Linked DNA regions of Macaca mulatta: region 2 is linked to region 1. A link is a contact called in public Hi-C data. All regions are on one chromosome and are shown on one strand. Each heading gives the region's core, a stretch centred on a gene start, on an enhancer-like site or on the middle of the called end of the contact. The rest is flanking DNA. Distances are from core to core; before and after follow the strand shown. Region 1 holds the start of DTYMK (deoxythymidylate kinase). Region 2 holds the start of D2HGDH (D-2-hydroxyglutarate dehydrogenase).

Region 1 (6,167 bases), core at 2,949-5,448:
TTGAGACCAACCTGGACAACATGGTGAAACCACATCTCCTCAAAAAATACAAAATTGGCCAGGCACGGTGGCTCACGCCTGTAATCCCAGCACTTTGGGAGGCTGAGGTGGGTGGATCACCTGAGGTCAGTTCAATACCAGCCTGGCCAACATAGTGAAACCTCATCACTAATTACAAAATAGAAAAATTAGCCGGGCATGGTAGTAGGCACCTGTAATCCCAGCTACTTGGGAGGCTGAGAAAGGAGAATTGCTTGAACCTGGGAGGCATAGGTTGCAGTGAGCCAAGATCGCCCCACTGAACTCCAGCCTGGGCGATGAAAAAGAAACTGTCTCAAGAGGAAAAAAAAAAAAAGAAATACAAAACGTAGCATGGTGGCATGCACCTGTAGTCCCAGCTACTTGGGAGGCTAAGGCAGGAGGATCGCTTGAGCCTGGGAGGTAGAGGCTGCAGTGAGCCAAGACCGTGCCACTGTACTCCAGCCTGGTTGAGACCCCGTCCCAAAAAAAAGAGTGGGCCAAAGCACTTAACAGATACCTCATGAAACCAGATATACAGATGGCAAACAAGCATATGAAAAGATACTCCACATCATACGTCAACAGGGAAACGCAAACCAGAACAATGAGGTACCACACACCCCTTTCAGAATGGCAAACATCCGAACACTGACACCACCAAATGCTGGTGAGGATCTGGAGCAGTAGGAACCCTCGTTCACTGCTGAGGAGAATGCAAAATGCTGCAGCCACTCTGGAAGACAGTTTAGCACAAGCTTATCCAACCCGAGGCCCCCAGGCTGCATGCAGCCCAACACAAATCCATAAGCTTTCTTAAAACATTATGAGATTTTTTTCTTTAAGCTCATCAGCAATTGTTAGTGTATTTTATGCGTGGCCCAAGACAGTTCTTCCACTGTGGCCCAGAGAAGCCAAAAGACTGGACACCCATGGTTTAGCAGTTCTTTACAAAAATAACAGTCTTACCACATATTAAAGCAATGGTATTCCCTGGCATTTACCCAAAAGAAGTGAAAGCTTATGACCACACAGAACCCTGCATGAGGATGTTTATAATGGTTTTATAACTGCCAAAACTTGGAAGCAACAAAGATGTCCTTTAGTAGGTGAATGAACTATGGTACATCCAAACAATGGACTATTAATTAGGGAAAATAAGACATGAACTATTGGTCGGGCATGGTGGCTCACGCCTGTAATCCCAGCACTGTGGGAGGCCGAGGTGGGAAGATCACTTGAGGTCAGGCGTTCAAGACCAGCCTGGCCAACATGGTGAAACCCTATCTCTACTAAAACATACAACTTAGCTGTGCATGGTCGTATGCGCCTGTAATCCCAGCTACTCAGGCAGCTGAGGCAGGAGAATTGCTTGAATCCGGGAGGCGGAGGTTGCAGTGAGCTGAGACTGCGCCATTGCACTCCAATCTGAGCAACACAGCGACTCTTGTCTCCAAGCCATGGTTAGACATAGAGGAAACTTAAATATCTATTAGGGAAACAAGTAACCTGTAGCAGAACAGATGGACAAAAGAGATGTAGCCTTGGGTACCTGGGATAAGATTATCTAAAAAGTAAAATCAGGATTATTCTTCATTTTAAATTGGGCATACATATACGTGTTTCATCACTTTTCTACAAAGCCACAAAAAGCAAAATCAGAAGAACAATTGCCTCCATAAAATCTAGACGTGTTAAAAAGATTATAAAAATTGTCTCATTTTCATTTAAGACTTCGAGTGGGAATAGCCTTTCCAAGCAAGACACAAAGCTAAGCCAGAGGAGAATAATGCAGCGTTTCATGTAACACGGATGAGGAGGAACCAGTGAAAGTTCACCAGCAGGGAACAGGCTAAATGTACCGTGGAACAACTTTTCTAGAGAACATGCTACAACAATGAAAAAGCATGAGAAGGGCAGAGTTAGGGGATCTGTCAGTGCAGAAATCTGTAAGGCAGAGTTAGAAAGTTGCCAAATAATTTGTATGGTATGACCTCATTTATGTTAAAAAACAAAATTCTAACTATAGTAGTTTCTACATATGTATATAAACATAAAAACATCTGAAAGAACACACATGAACATTAAGTGTTGAATGAAGAGGAAACCTACTACGATGACGTAAAACAAAAAAGGTGGCAGGAGAGTTCATATAAACTATAACCTTCAGTTACTAATGTATCAATATCGGTTATCAATTTTAACAAATGTAACATAATACAGCACATAAATAATAGGGAAGGGGGAAGGCAGGGGTAGTATGTAGGGAGCTCTCTACATACTCTACTTTTTGATAAATTTTTCTGTATACCTAAAGCTATCTTTAAAACATTAAGTCTATGAGGCCAGGGGTTTGAGACCAGCCTGAGCGATATGGTGAGACCTTGACTCTACTTTAAAAAAAAAATTAGCTGGGCTTGGCAGCATGCACGCACGGTCCAACCTGCTCGGGATGCTGAGGTGGGAGGACTGCTTGAGCCTAGGAAGTTGAGGCTGCAGTGAGCCATGATCGTGTGACACTGCACTCCAGCCTGGGCCACAGAGCAATACCTTGTCTTAAATAAAAAAAAAAAAGGGCCAGGTGTGGTGGCTCACACCTGCTGTAATCCCAGAACTTTAGGAGGTCAAGGCAGGCAGATCACAAGGTCAAGAGAGACCATCCTGGCCAACACCGTGAAACCCTGTCTCTACTAAAAATACAAAAATTAAATTAAAAAATAAAATAAATTAAAAATACAAAAATTAGCTGGCTGTGGTGGCACGCGCCTGTAGTCCCAGCTAGTCGGGAGGCTGAGGCAGGAGAATCCCCTGAACCCGAGAGGCAGAGATTGCAGTGAGCCGAGATCGCACCTCTGCCTGGTGACAGAGTGAAACTCCGTCTAAAAAAATCCGAAAAACTTAAGTCTATTAGTTATGGGGTGTGGGGAGCAGGAGGAAGAAACAGCATTCGTTAGTGCCCTTTGGGAACTAGGGGCTTCACCACCTCTGATCACAGGACTGCTAAATAAAAGAACCTGAGGCCCTAGCATGACTGTCATTGTCATTCAGAATCAAGTGCGGCATTCACTGTATCTCAGGAGGAAGGAAAGTGGCCGGGGCAGGGGCAGCAATGTACAATGGTTTTTACACTTGTTCCCAGCGATTTGCAGAAAAAAGCAGGTGCACCGCGTGATCCTCCACGTCACTTTTCTTTTCCAAGTAGGAACTCAGAAGTTTGCCGATTTCCGTTGATCTTTCTAGAAAAAAAGAGAAACACACAAAATACAAGTGAGATCAGGCTTTCCCTCTACATGACAATATAGTTTGGGCTGAATTTCTCCTGGACTCAAGTCTCACTTTGAGTTTTACTTTACTAAATCTCTAGACAGGTTTGGCTCTTCTGCGGAAGTCAAAGGAATTTCTCTGAGAAAGAACAGCAATCTGCAGACAAGCTGGGATGAAAAATGCTTTAGGAAAAAAGAACTCGGGAAGAAAGTGGAGACTTCAAAGCAAGCATTTATAAAATTTGTGGACTGGGTGGCCTAGGATTAAGGTCAATGCTTCACTTGAAAACTTTAAAATATATGCTATAAAACCCCTGAAAGCGCGAACAGTCATCAAACAAAACACAACACCCGAAACATCCACAAAAATGACACATGGACTACAAAAGAACTGGAGGAAACTTTTGGGGTCGAGACCACGGTTTCGCGCGGGTTTACACGTCAGTCATCACCATACCCCGCACTTCAAGACACGCGGCGTGGGCCGGGGGCGGTGGCGCGCGCCTGTGATCCCGGCTACTCGGGAGGCTGAGGCGGGAGGATCGCTTGAGCCCGGGAGGTCCAGGCTGCCGTGAGCCGAGATGGCGCCACTGCATTCCAGCCTGGCCGACACGGCGAGAGCCCATCTTTTAAAATAAAAACCGCGCAGTTCACAGCACGTCGACCGCAGGCAACTAAGCTTAGGAGCAAAGAGTCCCTGGGAAGGCAGAGGCGCCGAAAGCCGCCGCGCACCCCCACCCGCCGCGCGCACCCACCCGGGAACCGGAGCAGTTCGGCGCGGTGGCCCGCGGCGCACAGCGTTTCCACCAGCTTGCGGCTCTGCGTGCTCTTCCCCGCGCGGTCCACGCCCTCCAGCACTATGAGAGCCCCGCGCCGGGCCGCCATGACTGTCCACCGCCCGCCCCCTGCGTCTCCACACCTCCTTCCGGAGCTCCCATTGGCCGGCATCAACAGCGCGCACCGTGATTGGCTCGCATTTCCCGGCCTCAGCCGGATTCGAAGGGATTGGCCGGGGCTGGGGCGAGGGCGACGCGCTGTGGGACCGACACTCGCGCCTGCGCCCTGGGCCTTGCCGGCACTGGAGCAGCGTCCTGGGCTTCCGGGGCGGAAACCGGTGCCCCGTGTCCCGTGCGGGCCTCCGTCCTCGGGCTAGCAGAGCCTTTCGCTTCGGGAGAGCCGGTGACGCCGCGCGGGCTGGATGGCTGCAGACGCTGGGTCAGGGCGCGGACGAGCGGGGGGCAGGGTCGGAGGGGCTCCCGGGCGCTGCCCGGGCAGCGTCGCCTCTCGTTGGCTCCTGGCTGCGCGCAGCGGGCCCGACTCACGGCCCTGCGGTGCCCGCTGCACGCGCGAGGACTCCGGTCCCGCGGCGCGCGAGACGCACGAGCGAGATGCCTTCCGAAGCGCGGGGCCCAGTGCCCAGGCTCAGCCGGGGCGCCTCCCAGAGCTCACCTGGAGCCCACCCCGACTGCGTTCTGGAAACGCTGTGTTTGACAGCAGGGGCAGGATAGGGGGCTGTGTAGACACTGGCTACCTGGCAGTTGTAGTAAAACCGTGGGGTTGATAAATGTTCACCATTGTTCCTGAAGCGCAAAACTGCAGGGCTCTGAAAAGTCCGTGTGTGTGTTTGTGTTGTTGTTTTGTTGTTGTTTTTTGTTGTTCTTTTGTTTGAGACGGAGTCTCGCTCTGCCGCCCAGGCTGGAGTGCAGTGGCGCGATCTCGGCTCACTGCAACCTCCGCCTCCCGGGTTCAAGCCATTCTCCTGCCTCAGCCTCCCGAGTAGCTGGGACTACAGGCGCCGCCACCACACCCGGCTAATTTTGTGTATTTTTAGTAGAGGCGGGATTTCACCGTGTTAGCCAGGATGGTCTCGATCTCCTGACCTCGTGATCCTCCGCCTCGGCCTCCCAAAGTGCTGGGATTACAGGCGTGAGCCACCGCGCCAGGCCAAAAAGTCCGTTTTAAAAGATGATGTATACAAATTATAGCACGGAGAGAGAACGGGCAAGTTGTTTCCTCTTTCCATGCCTCCAACTCCTCTGAAATGTGGGTCATGATGGTAAGAGGAAAAACTGTCTCTGCTATAGAGAGGTGGAAAAAGTCCCGCGAAGTGTCCCTGGCATCTAGAAAGCGCTCAGTCGTGTTTGCTGTTATCTTAGGGATATCTGGCTGCCTGGACATTTCTCAGATGAGACTTTTTGTTATTTTAGATACCTAAATTACTATCTTTATGTGCCAAATTGTCGGTTGTCAGCTAGACCTCACTTTCTGCTTAGCAGAAGAAAAGGTAGGAACTGCATTTCCCAGAATCATCTGTGTAGCTCTGTATTACAGCCTGCCAGAGAGAGGCACTCATACCTTTGGAGGTGATTATTCTTGGGAGGCACTCTCAGCCAGAAATATAGATGAAATTCAAGGCTGTTTGCTAATGAGCTTTTGAGAACCACCTGCCTCACTGATGTAGACCAAGAGATTGCTGGTAGCTTTCTAGTGTTGAGTTTGCATTGGCTTTGCCATGAGCTCTTGAGACCTCCACCCACTTCAGTGCTTTGGGCTGAGGTCATTGGCAACAATTTCCCTGACTTTGCTCCCAGCCTTTGTGTAAGCCCATTATCACTGCATACCTAGAGTAGCTTTGTGTTTTCCAGTAGCTGAACCCTGCCCAATTCAGTTTGGGGTTCTGGAAGGATGTGGGTTATATTATTATTACCAGTTATGCCCTTTTTTCCTTTTTAATTTACTTTTATTTTTATTTTTTTTGAGATGGAGTCCTGCTCTGTCGCCCAGGCTGGAGTGCATTGGCGCAATCTCGGCTTACTGCAACCTCCACTTGCCAGGTTCAAGCGATTCTCCTGCCTCAGCCTCCTGAGTAGCTGGGATTATAGGTGC
Region 2 (6,022 bases), core at 2,450-4,949, 43 kb after region 1:
TCCTTGTTTTCAGTGTTGCGGTATCAGACAGTGATCTGAGGAAATCCTGTAGGGGAAGGCAGGCTGCTTTGAAAAAAGGAGCTGGCGAAACTGAGCCCTCTGCATCTGTGAATGTGCCCCAGGTGCTGCTGCTGGGGACATGGATGCCGAGCAGAGGCCTGCATGGCCTCCTGAGCAGCAGCTGACCACCTGTCTCATGTTGGGCGGGACCCCTGGGCTGGTGGACACGAGACCACTGTTGGCCAGGGACACCGAGCGGAGGCCTACGTGGCCTCCTGAGCAGCAGCTGACCGCCCGTCTCATGTTGGGTGGGACTCCTGGGCGGGTGGACATGAGACCACTGTTGGCCAGGGACACCGAGTAGAGGCCTATGTGGCCGCCTGAGCAGCAGCTGACCACCTGTCTCACTGTTGGCCAGGGCTTTGTGGCGTGGGTGTTTTCCAGTCTGCCTAGAGCAGCGAGCAGCAGCTGTGCAGACCAGTGGCGGTGGGAGAGTTTGCCGGGACAGATGGGGACACTGGCCAGCTTGTCTTCTGTCCAGCAGCCCCACTGTACTTGGCCTCCTGTCCTGTCATTGGGAGCCCTGGCTGGGGCTGCTTTGAGCAGTGACGCTGGCCCAGAGCAGCTTCCCACATGACCACAGAGCCGAGGGTCTGCCCTGTCCTAGGTTAGGTCTTCATGGTTTAGAATAAAACTGTGAGAGATGTTTATTATGGGCATTGAAGACTTAGGTTTTCCTAAATTTTCAGTGACCAGTGATCGGCCTTCAATACCTGTGCTGAGAGGAATTTTAAGCCAGGGGAAATGTGAGAAAATGTTCCCATTCAGGAGAGACTGTACTGGAGTTTCTTTCTTCCTCTGTATTTTGTGGTGTTCACCTTTAACCACATTTCATCCAAAAAGATGACGCAGCTTTAACATGAATGTTACATTTTTATTTTCAAGGAATTATTATCTATGTTCCCTTTGTAAAGGAAATATTGTAAATCTTTTTATTAGATAATGTAAAGATGTATATCAGTATTTTTGGATCATGTTATAGATTATGGATATATTGTTTAATAAATAAAGTATTTTTTGGAACAAACAGTTGAAAGTGCATCTGTATTAGCCCGTTTTCACGCTGCTGATAAAGACATACCCAAGACTGGGTAATTTATAAAGAAAAAGAGGGTTCTTTAAAAAAAAATTTTCTTTTTTCTTTTTTTGAGACAGTCTTCTTGCTCTGTCACCCAGGCTGAAGTGCAATGGTACTGCGTGATCTCGGCTCACTGTAACCTCTGCCTCCCGGGTTCAAGCGATTCCCCTGCCTCAGCCTCCTGAGGAGCTAGGAGTACAGGAGCACGCCACCACACCCTGCTAATTGTTGTATTTTTAGTAGAGATGGGGTTTCGCCATGTTGGCCAGGCTGATCTTGAACTCCTGACCTCAGGTGATCCACCTGCCTCAGCCTTCCAAAGTGTTGGGATTACAGGCGTGAGCCTCTGCGCCTGACAGAAAAAGAGGTCTAATGGACCCTCAGTTCCACATGGCTGGGGAGGCCTCACAATCATGGCAGGAGGCAAAAGGCACATCTTACATGGCGGCAGACAAGAGAGAATGAGAGCCGAGTGAAAGGGGTTTCCCCTTATAAAACCATCAGATCTCGTGGGACTCATTCACTACCACGAGAAAGGTATGGGGGAACCACCCCCATGATTCAGCATCATTCTGGGAAATGGGTGTAAAATGTCAGTATTGTGCCCAGAGACAAGTGTGTGAAGTTGAATTTTGAAGGGGTATGCAGTGATTGGAGAGTGGTTTGCGGAGCTTGCTGGCTGGGGGTCTGCGGAGGACCCTGTGCCTTACCTTGGGTGGTTGCTCAAGTTCACTTCCAAGGAAGACGTGTGAGAATGCTGCAGTTGCTCTAAGAGAGTACTGTGCTTGCTCTGGAAGGGCAAGACTTGCTGTGTTGTACTTGCCCTTTGGAAGCTGCTGGAGTCAGCTTGGGCTCTGTATTAGTCCATTCTTGCATTGCCAGAAAGAACAACCTGAGACTGTGTAATTTATAAAGAAATGAGGTTTAATTGACTCACAGCTCTGCAGGCTGTACAGGAAGCATGGCGGGGAGGCCTCGGGAAACTTACATCACGGCAGAAGGCGGAGGGGAAGCAAGCACATTTTACCATGGCGGACCAGGAGAGAAAGGGAGCAGAGGGGAAAGGTGCCACGCTTTTAAACAAGCAGGTCTCCTGAGAGCTCACTCATTTTCACAAGAACAGCAAGGGGGAAATCTGCCCCCATGAGCCAGTCACCTCCCACCAGGCTCCTCCCTCAATATTGGGGATTACAATTTAACATAAGATTTGGGCGGAGACACAAATCCAAACCGTATCAGGTTATCACAATGTCACAGACTGGGGGGCTTAACAAAAATGTCTCTTATTTCTGGAGATTGGTAGTCCAAGATTAAGGTGCTGGTGTTGTCTGGTGCCTGTCCAGGGCTCTTCCCTTGGGTTGCCAACACTGCCTTCTCACGTGTGCCGACATGACTGACTGGGAGAGGGAGCTCTCTGGTGTCTCTTATTTTACGGACGCATGTCCTGTCGGATCAGGACCCCACCCTTGTGACTGACTTTAACCTTAATTACTTCTTCAGAAGTCCCATCTCCAAATATGGCCATATTGGGGGTTACAGCTTCCGCATACGAATTCTGGGGGACACAAACCTAATAGGAGCTGATGGGTCTCAAAACGTTGCCTCGAGCAGTGCATTAACAGAACCTGGGAAGAGCTTGGTCCTCACGAGGTACAGTCGGCCCCTCACCCACCATCCAGGTGAAACCAATCTGCAGACCAGCGTCTTCGCTGGAAGAGGAGGCTGATGCTGGGGGAAGGGCCCCACAACACTGAAACCAGCACATGCCATGTTTTCCTCCAAGCATTCTCCAAGGGTACATGTGGGCTTTGCCAGGGGTCTGTGCCCTGGGAAAAAGAAAAATCAGTTGTTACTATTTTTTGAGAGAGTTGTTTTTTTGTTTTGTTTTGAGACAGAGTCTCACTCTGTAGCCAGGGCTGGAGCGCAATGGTGTGATCTCAGCTCACTGCAACCTCTGCCTCCCAGGTTCAAGCCATTCTCTTGCCTCAGTCTCCCGAGTAGCTGGGATTACAGGCGCCCACCACCACGCCCGGCTAATTTTTTTATTGTTGGTAGAGACAGGGTTTCACCATTTTGGCCAGGTTGGTCTCAAACTCTCGACCTCAGGTGATCCACCTGCCTCAGCCTCCTAAAGTGCTGGGATTACGGGCGTAAGCCACCGTGCCTGGCCAGAAAAATCAGTTATTTTAGGGGGTGGTATGGGTGGTAATCTTTATGAGTTCTGAATCATTCCTAATCCCAGGGGTCCAAGATGCCACTGGCCTGCTAGTCAGAGGGAGGGCGTGTGGAGGTCAGGTGGTAAGGGGGTCCACAGGAGGGCGTGTGGAGGTTGGGTGGCAAGGGGGTCCACAGGAGGGCGTGTGGAGGTCGGGTGGCAAGGGGGTCCACAGGAGGGCGTGTGGAGGTCGGGTGGTAAGGGGGTCCACAGACCTCATCTGTGGTTCTTTCCAGTTCCTGAATGTGTAACTGAAACAGTCACACTTGACAATGGGAAACTCCCACACCGGCCTGCAGAGGAAGGGCCAGCCAGGTAGGAAGGGCCAGGTGGACGTCACCTTCCCAGGGTTGTAGTCCAAAGGCAAAATGCATTGCTGACTTGGAAGAGCCCTGCATGGGTGATTCACCTGGGAAGAAGGTGAGTGGCCCTTGGGGATGTGGTTAAGGAGGACGGGAATGACTCCATTCAACTGCTGCTCCAGAGCCTCATCACCAGGACAAATCCAGCATGCCGGTTTTCTGTGTGACTACCAGGACCCATCTGCTGTCATGGGCGTAGCCTCCGCCTCTTGCACAGCTCCACAGTCTGGCCTCTGGACCGAGTGCGGGCTCCTGCTCTCTGCCCTCATCTGCTCAGAGATCTGCATCGTCTGCACCCTCTGGTTCTATGGAATTGGGTGAGCTGAAGTAACAAGTACTTTGGGAGGTCGCGCGGATGGCTTGAGTCCAGGAGTTCGAGACCAGCCTGGGCAGCACATGAGACCCCCCCCCCCATCTCTACAAAAATACAATAACAAAAAATTAGCCGGGCGTGGTGGCACACGCCCGTAGTCCCAGCTACTTGGGTGGCCGAGGTGGGAGGACGGTTTGAGCTCGGGAGGCAGAGGTTGCAGTGAGCTGAGATCACCCCCGGAACTCCAGCCTGGGCAACAGAGCTAGACCCTGTCTCCAAAACCCACAAAACAAGTGCTGGCGATGCCTCAGGAAGAGGAGCCCAGGCCGGGAGGCTCCTCGGGACAGCAGGTACTGCGTCAGGAGGCCAGGAGCTCCCCAGGTGTGCGAAGGGTTTGAGGGCACGGAGGGCTGAACAGGCGGAAGCGGACACGGAGGCAAGAAAACACCTGCAGGAGGCAGCTGCCCCCTAAGCTAAGGCTGGGGGCCCAGGAGGGGTGGTCCGTGCAGGAGCTGGGGGAGGGAGGCCGCTGGCGAAAGGGGCGCCCCCTGGGCACGGCCTCGGAGGAGCGGGCCGGCCCCCAGGTCCCTCAGCCGAGCCCCCGTACCGGGCCTCGTTCTGGAGAACGCTCCGGCTGCTGCTTGGGCGTCTTGGGCTGCGCTCAGCCTAGTCCCTTCCCTACCTGAAGGGAGGCGCCCGACAGCCTGGACGCCGGAGGCCCTCCGGGAACGCAGGACGAGGGAGCGGCGATTGACCCTCCGAAGCCAGTCGGGGCGGGGCTTGGATGGCGGGGCGGGGCATGGAGGGCGGGAATGACGAGAGGGGCGGGACCTGTTAGGAGCGCGGGGCGGGGCTTCGATGGCAGGGCGGAGCCGTCAATGCGCAGGCGTGGCGTCGTCCCGCCCACTCCGGCCTAGCGGCTCTGGGCCTGCGGTGGGCGCTGAGGGTTGGAGCCCGGGACGTGGTCGCGGGTGCGTGCGCGCGGCCGCCCGGAGCGCTCGGCTGAGGTTCCCGGGCTGCGGTTCCACGGCGGGTGGGGGTCGCGGGGCGCGATCTCGGGCGCCTCCAGCCAATCTGTGCCTGTGAGCGGGGGTGGGGGCGGCACTGCAGCTCGTCACGTGACCGCGTGGAAGGCGCGCGCGTCCGCGGGGTCCCCTTGGGGGCGAGCGTGGCGGCTTGGGGTCCGGGGCAGGTCCCGGCGAGGCCGCCGCGAGCCTGCGTGTCGCTAAGTCCAGGCCGGCTGCGGGGCTTCGCGCGCTCGCGGGGTTGCGGGCCGGGCCGGGGGAGGGCCCGGGTGCTGGGAGCCTTCCCTTTGGCTGCCCTCCTGCCCCTCTCCCTGCTTCTGCAAGCGTTTTTCAAGTTGTACAATGTGCATAAAACGTGAAATTCCCCTTGGCCATTTCCAGGCGCGCAGCCAGCAGCTCCCGGCCCTTGCCCCCCGGGCCCTGAGTACCGGCCTCGCCCGGAAGGAGGAGCCCGAGGCCTCCGTCCCGGCGGCGATGCTGCCCCGTCAGCTGCTGGCGCGGCCCGCGTGGTTGTTCCGGTGTCCCCCGGGGCCGCGCGGGGCCTGTGCCCCGGGAGCCGCGGGTTCTTGGGGTCGGCCGGTTGGCCCCCTGGCCCGCAGGGGCTGCTGCTCCGCCCCCGGGACCCCGGAGGTGCCGCTGACCCGGGAGCGCTACCCCGTGCGGCGCTTGCCGTTCTCCACGGTGTCTGAGCAGGACCTGGCCGCCTTTGAGCGCATCGTGCCCGGCGGGGTCGTCACGGATCCGGAGGCGCTGCAGGCTCCCAACGTGGACTGGATACGGACGCTGCGAGGTGGGTGAGGCTTGGGAAGCTGCGGCGGGGCCTGCTCTCCTGCGCCTTCTGGTGGAGGCTTCAAATCGGGCTGAGAACGAGCTGGGTGGGGGTGCCAGCCCCTGGCTGCGCTGAGAGGGGCGTGTGCACCGCCACAGGCTGCTGGAGTAAAGGACCACGAACGAGTCGCTTAGAACAAC

What was found. Hi-C and Micro-C count contacts between places; a contact is called where the count stands out from the background.
Region 2: a Hi-C map of cortical neurons shows a contact between it and region 1, with 4 times the contacts expected there. The contact joins the promoter of D2HGDH here to the promoter of DTYMK in region 1.

What each region holds. Positions count from the first base shown.
Region 1 is chr12:146,966,061-146,972,227 of T2T-MMU8v2.0, forward strand. It overlaps DTYMK (deoxythymidylate kinase), which reads right to left and starts at 4,199. Exons shown (of 5, transcript NM_001194775.2): 1 at 4,037-4,199; 2 at 3,146-3,254. The coding sequence starts at 4,166. It also overlaps a transcript of ING5 not described here.
Region 2 is chr12:147,009,118-147,015,139 of T2T-MMU8v2.0, forward strand. It overlaps D2HGDH (D-2-hydroxyglutarate dehydrogenase), which reads left to right and starts at 3,700. Exons shown (of 11, transcript XM_077958143.1): 1 at 3,700-3,773; 2 at 3,890-4,032; 3 at 5,435-5,843. The coding sequence starts at 5,528. It also overlaps a transcript of ING5 not described here.